Regions from separate parts of the Gossypium arboreum genome. Here all the other regions are linked to region 3. A link is a contact called in public Hi-C data. All regions are on one chromosome and are shown on one strand. Each heading gives the region's core, a stretch centred on a gene start, on an enhancer-like site or on the middle of the called end of the contact. The rest is flanking DNA. Distances are from core to core; before and after follow the strand shown.

Region 1 (3,478 bases), core at 679-3,178, 200 kb before region 3:
GAGCACCTGAAATGATGATAATGATCTACAATTTAAGATAACAGTGTTTAACATAGTTGGTAAACTTGCTTTTGAAAGTGTTCTTCTAAGAAATCTCATCTAACTCAATCATAAGCCTTTTTAAGATCAATTTTTAACACCATCCCACATTTTCTGCCTCTGAAATTTCGCATAGAATATTCTGCCTCCTGAGCAATAACGATGTTATCTGAAATGTTCCTACCCATCGTGAAACTAGTCTGGTTCTGTTTAGTAAACTTAACCATCAATAGATGTAACCTATTAACAATTGTCCGTGTGACGATCTTATATAAAACTGTATATAAACTTGTTGGCCTAGTCTTTAATGTATTTACTTAATATGATTTAAAATTAAAATTCAATGTATATAGTAGTTAATAAAATTATTTTAAACTAGGAGGAAGCAATGAAGTATACAAATTCATCTACTGTCCATGAAACATATTTAGACACGTAATTAATAAATTAATGGGTAATTGTAAAATATTAAAATAAATATAATTATTCTATATATATATATATATATTAGATTATAGTGCACTCATAATATCAGTGAAAAAAATTATATAATTAATAATGTCAAAAGTTTATATAAAAATCAAACGAATATTTAGTTAAAATGGTAAAATTAAATATATAAAATTCATTATACATCATAGGTTGAAATATCACTAAGATTAAAAATTTATTGAGTTTATATAAAAAAATATAAAAGACAAAAATATCCTCATGATTAGAGGTAACCATGAGCCGGATTAAGTCAATGCCTGATTCTAAAATATTGTCAAGCCCAAACTTGATTTCGGGCCGGGTTGCCAAAAAATTCATTTTACTATTTAAAAATTAATATAATATGAAAAATATATTTTAGTTACTATTTTATATATTTTTGTAATTTAATTTTAATTTAAAAAATATTTTTTATTATTTAAATTGAAATTGGGTAGGCTCATGTCGGGCCGAAGTGAAAAAATCATTGTCCAAGCTTAACTTGAATCAGGCTGAGCTTACTGGGCCAAGCAAACTATCCAACCCTTAGTTAGGTGCACTCATGATTATATAACTTATTTTGTATGCAAAATGTCATTTTAATAATTTTTAACTAAGTTGATGCTTTGATTGACTCGTGACATTAACTCAATTAAAGGTTTAATATAAATATATATTTTTAATAGGTAGTATATAATTCACTAATAATATATACTTATACACAGACAATGCATCAAATATAAATCTATTCAATTATTCACATTAAAATAATTTCAAATGATTAAAATTTGAGAAAATATTTAATAAACTACTCCGCAAATAAAAAACACATGATAATTTAAAAATAAAAAAAACTAACCCTCCAAATTATACATATTTAAAATTAAGGGGAGTGCATTCACAATATTGTCTATTGAAATTTAGTGGTTAAATTAAACAAGGGAATAAAACACATTTTGGTACCTGAAATTTGCTTCAGGGTTCAAATTAATACTTAAGGGTTTTTTTTTGTCTAATTAGGTACTTGAACTTGGCTTTAAGGTTAAATTTGGTACCTAAAACTCATTTTAGTCCAATTTGGCACCTGAACTTAGTTTCTTGGTTCAAATTGGTACCTAAACTTGGCTTTATCATCCAAATTAGTACTTATGGTAAATGACTTATTTGAATCAATTTGAACTATGGAGCCAAGTTCAGGTACTAATTTGAACAGAAAAAGAAAATTTAGATACCAATTTGAACCTTGAAGCCAAATTCAGATACCAAATGCATATTTACCTATAGACAGGTATAAAACTAAATTATAAACATAGATTGACTAAAATTTAAAATTGCAAAGAGTATGGGGACTGAAAGTAAAATTAGACCTATGACACGTATGTATATGTAATTAATATATGGATTGGTGTTTATTTTAGTTATTCTTTGGGGGTACTTCCAACAAACAGTAGATGCCTGCAATCTTTCTGGTCTCCAACGCAAGGAAAAGTGTGAGAAAAAAGTAAAAGGAAAAACTTTCCCTTCTACCAAACAAAAGAAACGTTACAAAAAGCATAGGAAGGTGGAAAACTCAGAAAATATTTTCCCTTTTGGATTCCCACACTTCGTTCAAACTTTGATCTCCCATCCCATTGCCTTCTAAAAAGTCTCAGCTCTGCTTTTTCTTCAAATTTTCCAAACCCCCAAAATCCAATTCTCTCTCTGTCTCTATCATAAGAGTGTGTTTGTTAAGGTATTTTGGCTTTATTGTTGTTTTTTAAAAAAAATTTTTTGGCTTTATTGTTAAAGGCTATAATTTGGGTTTTGGTAGCCTTTGGGGTAAAGATCTTTGGTTAACTGTTAGATGTTGGTGGCTAATTGGTAGTTTCTAATTTAGTTTTTTTTTTTAAACTATTTTCTTTTTAACAAAGACCATTTACTTAATTGTTTTAACACCAAAACTTAGTTGATCTTCATTTTTTTTCTTTTGTGGAATAGAATCAACCAGGAACTTTTTTTTTTTTTACTGTGAAGCCCCCTTTTTTTTGTGTAAATTCTTGGTTGTCCCAGCTTGTTATAAGATACCCATATTGAAAATATAGTGAATGATTGTTTGTTTCTGGAATTTTGTTTGCTTGTATTAAATGTTTACAATAGAAACTTTGTTGCTTGGTGAGGTAGGAAGTGCATTTCTTTTTTCATTTACTAAATAGGATTAGTGTGACTGTTTTTCCTCTTTTTACTTCTTTGTTTCTCCCTTTCTTTGAAGGATTTTTTGTTGGTTTATTTTTACTTTTTGAGTTTTTGAGAAAAGACCCAATTTGGCTATTGTGGAGATCTGGGACTTGTTTAATCTGTTATGCCCAATGAGGGCTTTCCTTCCATCTGATTCATGTAAAGAAACACAGCTCAATGCCATTAATCCTCAGTCTTGGCTCCAAGTTGAAAGAGGGAAATTTTCCAAACTATCATCTTCATGTACCACCGCCTCTTCATCCATGTAAGTTTTTTTTTTTTTGGTTCATTTCTGGGATTCTTCTATGGTTTTCATTTTTTTTATTGAGATTGTTTTGTTGGTATAATTGTTGTAGAGAATCATTTATCAAGGTTCCTGAGCCACCCATAGTGCCATTCTTTAAACCTGTTGATTATGTAGAAGTCTTAGCTCAAATTCATGAAGAACTCGAATCGTGTTCTTTGCAAGAGAGGTCGAATCTGTATTTATTACAATTTCAGATCTTTAGAGGGCTTGGGGAAACCAAATTGATGCGGGGAAGCCTCCGGTCTGCTTGGCAGAAGGCTGGGACGGTCCATGAGAGGCTTGTGTTTGTGGCATGGTTGAAGTATGAGAAGCAAGGGGAAGAACTTATTGTTGACTTGCTTGCAACTTGCAATAAATGTGCACAAGAGTTTGGACCGATGGATGTTGCTTCTCAGTTTCCGGTTGAGGTGGATGGGGCTTCGCAGGAGACCGTTGTGACGGACGGGG
Region 2 (3,122 bases), core at 360-2,859, 130 kb after region 3:
GTTATGTGATGTGTTTAATGGAGTTTTGTTATTAGAGTTCCATTAAAGGTCAAGAGTTCTGTTTTGACCTAATGTATCGAAATTATTGAAATTTTTTAAGACTCACTAAGGACTGCAAAAGTGTTATGTGAAAGTAAAAGTGTTATAATGATATATGTGTTTCAGTAATACATGTGAATTAAGTAAAAGTGTTATAATGATATATGTGTTTTAGTAATACATGTGAATTACGTATTAAGTGAAACATGTGACTTAAGAGTTTATGTTATGTTTGTGACATGAGACAAAGATTTATGTGAATGTGAAAGTTGATTAGTGACTATATGTATTAAAGTAAAAACTATAAGTTAGAAAATTAATTTAAATGATTTTATGTTTTGGAAAATGAATTGAAATTTTAAGCATATTAGTGAAAGAAACTATGTGAATAAATATTATTCAAATTTTACTTGAATTGTATATATATCAAAATGGTAAGATTGAATCCAGTTGAGTACTTACTAGCTATTCACGTAGCTTAACGCATTTGTTTTAAATGCATAGGTGATAGATAAGTTTTGAAAAGAGTCGAGGATTGCTACTTCAGTTTGAATCACATCACTCCTCAGCTTCAAGTTCAAGCAATTTGGTATATATATTTTGGATTTAGTTTAGCATGTACTTAGGTTTATTAGTAAAAAAAAAGTGAATTATGTATAAATAATAATGTTTTGTTCTATAAGTTACCTTGATTATAATGAAACAAGAATATGTTTAAGTGGTGAGTTTAATGTTTAAATGTAACATCTTTTACTTGGATTGGGTGAGGGCTATTACAAACTAAATTGACAAATTTTGTAAATTTGAGACTAAATTTATTGAATTTTTAGACTTTGAACTAAAAGGACAAATTTTTGTAAACATTGAGGACTATTTGTTGAGTTTTTTAGATTTAGAATCAAGTTGATAGAATGTGTAAACATTTTAAGGCTAAATTTGTTATTAAGCCAATAAAAATGGCCAACATCAGTTCTTCATCACTCGTTTAATAACAACATCTAATTGGAGAGTGATTAGAATATTTAATTTCGAAAAATTGAGTGGTTGGCTAAAATAGAACTAAAGATATAGTTGGATGGCTATTCTTTTAATTCACCCTAATACTTTAAAAGAAAATATTTGATACACTAGTAGTGAAGTTTTTGTACTTCACAAGTAAGATTAGGGAGTTGAGAAGTGTCCTATAAAATATAGTGAAATATTAAAAAATTATATTTAAAAAAGAAACACATAATAACTTTTTAAAACTATTTATAAAATAAAAAAATACACTACCAATATACTAAATATTAACCCTTACTTTAAACATAAAAAAAATAAAATAAAAAAACCCTCAAAGAATGTTCTATTTTTTCCTTTTTCTCTTCTCCACGTGACCAGATCTTGAAAGACAACAAGAAAAAGTAAAATTGAGCTGATGAAATTATCAACAAAACGCCGTCTGTCGGAATCGAACCCACGACCACGTGGTTAAAAGCCACGCACTCTATCGGCTGAGCTAAGACGGCTTGAGATGTCTTTAGTTATTATTTATTATATTAATCAATTCGAAATGTTTTTCCATAACAATACCATTGATCATGCGACTGCAGTCTTATCTTACACTGAGCGTCGTCCTGTCCTGCACTTGCCCTCTAATGCCCGCTTCTTTGGTTCATCTGCACACTAATAATTGCTCTTCAATTTTCGCTCACCCCCCTATGTTAATCCAAACACAAATAAACCCTACTCTCAAAATCCCATCTTTTTCTCGTAAACCCATCCAAACCCATACTTTAAAGGATATTTGCCTTCGAGGAAACCTCAAGGAAGCATTTCAATCGCTACCAGTTTCATCCAATGATCACCCGGACGAGACTTATGCCCCGGTTCTTGAACTTTGTGCTCAAAAGAAAGCTCTTTCTCAGGGGCTACAAATTCACGCCCACATGATAAAGTCTTGTTCCGTCTCCGAATCCGTGTTTTTAGCTACTAAGGTTGTGTTTATGTATGGAAAATGCGGGTCAGTTCGGAATGCGGAGAAAGTGTTTGATCAAATAGGTCAACGAAGTATTTTTACTTGGAATGCTATGATTGGAGCTTATGTTTCAAATGGGAAACCTTTTGAAGTTCTTCAAACCTATAAAGAAATGCGGGTTTTGGGAGTTCCTCTTGATGCTTATAGTTTTCCTTCTCTGCTTAAAGCTAGTGGTTTGCTAAAAAATCTCTATTTAGGGGCTGAAATTCATGGTCTGGCTGTCAAGTTTGGGTATGATTCTACTGTTTGTGTTGTCAATTCTTTAGTTGCTATGTATGCCAAATGTGATGATCTTTTTGGAGCAAGGAGATTATTCGGGAGAATAGATCAAAAAGACGATGTAGTTTCATGGAATTCTATAATTTCAGCATATTCTTCAAATGGAAGATCTATGGAAGCATTGGAACTTTTCAGGGAAATGCAAAAGGCTGGTCTTGACTCTAATACTTACACTGCTGTTGCTTGTCTTCAGGCTTGTGGAGATTATTCCTTTAGGAAATTAGGTAAGGAGATACATGCTGCTGTGTTGAAATCAGCTCAGCTTCTTGATGCTTATGTTGCTGGTGCTTTGGTTGCTATGTATGTCAGATGTTGTAAGATGAGTGAGGCTGTAAGAACTTTTAACAAATTGGAAGAAAAGGATAAAGTAGCCTGGAATTCTGTGCTTACTGGGTTTATCCAAAATGGTATGTGCAGTGAGGCTTTGCATTTCTTCCATGATTTTCAGAATGCTGGTGAAAAACCTGACCAGGTTACAGTAATAAGCATCTTGGTAGCTTGTGGGCGAATGGGTTACCTATTGAATGGTATGGAATTGCATGCTTATGCAATAAAAATTGGATTTGATTTAGACTTGCAGGTTGGAAATACTCTTATAGATATGTATGCAAAGTGTTCTTGTGTGAACTACATGGGCTATGCTTTTAATAGGATGCCCGATAAAGATTTAATTTCTTGGACTACTGTCATTGCTGGCTATGCACAAAACAGTTATGCTTTAAAGGCTTTTGAATTGTTCCGAGAAGTACAATTAATAGATATTGATGTTGATCCCATGATGATAGGT
Region 3 (3,306 bases), core at 278-2,777:
TTCCTAGCATTACTAGTTCTTCTTTAGAGAACTAACTAGTAATAACAAGCAGTTGAGAAAGAAATATGCAGACCAACTGAATGTCCTCCTGTAGAGTTTCCAATTGAACTCTCTCTTCATTCTCAGCATTTATAATTGGAATCTGAATCGGAAGTATAAAAATTCAACAATTACATTCATGCTTAAAAAGAAAATTGAAATGAAGGACACACAGGAAAAGTGAAATCCATCTGGTCTCAACATATTAAATAAACAAAGCAAAAGCAGAAAAAAATGTTAACAGAGACGTCAGTGATCACAGAACTTTGAGTAGCGACCTGTGCTAGGTAGATTTGTTTTGGAGCAGCATCTACAAATGGTGAACAGCCTTGCTCTGTGTCAGATTCTTCAAGTTGATGCCCTTGTGAATTAGAATTAATACTGCAAGAACTACCGACATTTTGCCTATGCCATTTACACAAGGCAATAAAAGTGGAAAATGGTAATGGAACCTGTAAACAAATGCAAAACCAAATTGATCATAATTCTCGCATCCACCCAAGAGAGAAAATGTATCACAAGCCTCGGTGTATGAAGAACATGAGAATTAGTGAATTACCCTCTCATGGCTTCTAAGATCACCGTAAAACACCGGTGCAGTTTGAGATAACATAGCCTCCACCATGAATGATCCTACCCGTTCCTAAAGTTATACTCAAACAAGAAAAATACTAAAATAAATACTTTAATTGAATATATAAAATGCACAATTCCACTAAAAAAATGTAACTCTAGAAACCATATCCAACATGTATAACGCACTAATTCAAGCTCTTGCCTATTAATTAACTTACTGAATAGACTATCACAGATGTAAATAAAACAAATGTAAAACTAGTGCTACTTTTCTAGATTTGAAACTCAATGCATAATTATGTCTTTCAACATTATATACAAAAATATTATTTACTTCCAAAACGTTATCCATTTTACTAAAAATCTAGCAACTTAAAATATTTTGACTCGAAAAGCGAGCATAAAAATTGTAGTAATTATAAAAGGATAAGCAAACCTCCAGATAACCGAGGCCTCCATTAGAAGGATTCCACTTGGAAACGGCTTTCCAGTCCTTAACGCATCCAACGAACACCTTTCAAAACGAAATAAAAATCAATGAACTAAGATTGAAGCAACTACCGCTTATATAAATTAGCAAAAGGAAAAAAAAAGTTCGGACCAATTTTTCTCGAAAAACGAACAGAGAAAGGGAAAAAAGAAACAAAAAGTTGAGAAAACAGAAAAATTACGGCGGGAACATTTCGAGATTCAATCTGAGAGGCAAACTGTGCAGCTGATGGGAGTTGATCGAAGCTCTGGAGTCGTAGAGAGTCTTCCATTTATTTTTTCACTAACTTGTAACAAGCTTTTCACGTTAAAAAAAAAAAAAGCTTTTCAGCCTGAAGAATTTCGTAGTTCGGCCTTTGGATTTTATTTGAGTGAGAAGTGAACCATTGGAGCGTTGAGGCCTGAGAGAGTCCCAACAAGGCTTTCTTAAGTTTCATTTGATTGTAAAAAGCAGGTCTAGGTCTATCATAGACTTTCGATGGCCCTTTCTTTCCAAAGAATACACATCAATGGGCCGAATCATGACTTCTGATTAAATTACTAAAAAAATGCTGATTTTTTTTTAAAATTACTAGAATAAGCTGATTTTTGAAATATTTATGGGTATAGACCGATTTAGGACTGAAAGTATTTTTAGGTGAAATCTAGGAAAACGATTTCAGCTGGAAGTGCTTTTTGTGTGTCACTAGTAAAACGCTTCCAAACACTTCTAGTTGGAAGCGTTTTCCCCTCAATGGATACTTTTCCAACGACTATTTTAAATAGTTGTTGTCCCCTCTCCAATGGTAAAAAAAAACTATAAAACCCCCCACCCTTACTCATTTCTCACAAAATTCTCTCAATTTCTCAAACCACTCTCAAAATTCTTTCAAATTTTCAATTTTTTTTCAAAAATCTAAATTATATTTTCTATTAGATTTTTTATTAATATTTTCTGAAAATATATTTTTAAATTAATTAGTGTTCTATATAATTAGCAATGGTCGATTCTCTAATCCATCATGATGACAAGTACATTTTCGTCATTCAATTGCAAATGGTAAGAATAAATTTTAATAAATTTCAATTTTTATTTAATTTATTATTTCATTGTTATATATTAACTTAATATTTTGATTTTTTACGTAAATAGGCGAAATATCGAATTTTTCAATGCTATATCCGCAATCCACTCGGTCCTCCATCATCGTCGATTGAACCATATTTAAGGGAAACCAGTTTTTTGGCACATGGCCCTTGTAGGCCGGGGATGTAAGTTGGACTCAAAACTCGTAGGCGCATTGGTGGAGAGGTGGAGACCAGAGATGCACACATTTCATCTTCCATATGGTGAGTGTACTATCACTCTAGAGGACGTGCATTTACAGTTGGGTTTGACCATGGATGGGTCAGTAGTCACCAGGTCTGTTTAGTCTGGTGAGTGGCAAGGCATATGTGGTGAACTTTTGGGTTCAGTTTCGGAAACAATTTACGGAGGTCGGATCAAAATAGCTTGGTTAAGAACAACTTTCGCCGCGCTGGATAAGGATTCGACTGAAGTCAAAAGAGAATGACACACTTGGACGTACATCCTTTAGATCATCAGGGGTATCCTAATGCCGGACAAGTCACGAACACTCGTCCATCTAAGATGGTTGTTGAAACTTCAGTTGGAGGTTTGTCGTGTTGGTAACATTGTACCGAGAGATATGTCGAGCGACACAACTAGGAAAAATCAAAATTGGTAGTTGGATTTTACTATTGCAATCATGGACGCGGTACTAATTTTCATTTTTATGTTCTCGAGCGAACTACTTGTATACATTCCCACTCGTAACAAGATAAAATTTAGTAGACATTTTAATAATAAGATTTATTTAAATAAATATTATTATGCTGACAAGTTATTTAAATAGGTGAAACCATGGGCTAAGTTAAGTGGGATTACCTACTGACCTTTAAGATATACGGCTTCTATTAGACCGGCGATTAGAAGCGGAGATATTTTTTTATTTAAATTTGAATTATATAATATTAACGTAGTCTATTTCGTATTTAGTAGTATATATATAGTTAATGTTTTTATCATGTTAATATAGTTTGAATGGACACCATACGAGGATCCGACAATTTGAGAAGTCATCCCCGATGAATTCTTTGTGAATCCCAACATCTGGCACGTGAAGGTCCCATTGGTAGTGTACGCTACCATTAAGATGCACA

The links. A called contact is a pair of places that touch in the nucleus more often than the background predicts.
Region 1: a contact with region 3 is called in a Hi-C map of leaf, with 2.4 times the contacts expected there. The contact joins the promoter of LOC108469782 here to the promoter of LOC108467515 in region 3. A contact is called at or near these places in 3 of 5 Hi-C or Micro-C datasets (all in leaf).
Region 2: a contact with region 3 is called in a Hi-C map of leaf, with 4 times the contacts expected there. The contact joins the promoter of LOC108468027 here to the promoter of LOC108467515 in region 3. A contact is called at or near these places in 4 of 5 Hi-C or Micro-C datasets (all in leaf).

The regions. Positions count from the first base shown.
Region 1 is chr8:130,021,912-130,025,389 of ASM2569848v2, forward strand. It overlaps LOC108469782 (ETO1-like protein 1), which reads left to right and starts at 1,929. Exons shown (of 5, transcript XM_017770818.2): 1 at 1,929-2,989; 2 at 3,081-3,478. The coding sequence starts at 2,856.
Region 2 is chr8:130,355,306-130,358,427 of ASM2569848v2, forward strand. LOC108468027 (pentatricopeptide repeat-containing protein At3g63370, chloroplastic) reads left to right here and starts at 1,610. Exons shown (of 2, transcript XR_001868955.2): 1 at 1,610-3,122. TRNAK-UUU (transfer RNA lysine (anticodon UUU)) reads right to left here and starts at 1,547; the gene lies at 1,475-1,547.
Region 3 is chr8:130,220,566-130,223,871 of ASM2569848v2, forward strand. LOC108467515 (lysine-specific demethylase JMJ31) reads right to left here and starts at 1,528. Exons shown (of 16, transcript XM_053031925.1): 1 at 1,287-1,528; 2 at 1,052-1,129; 3 at 599-682; 4 at 318-491; 5 at 74-142. The coding sequence starts at 1,376.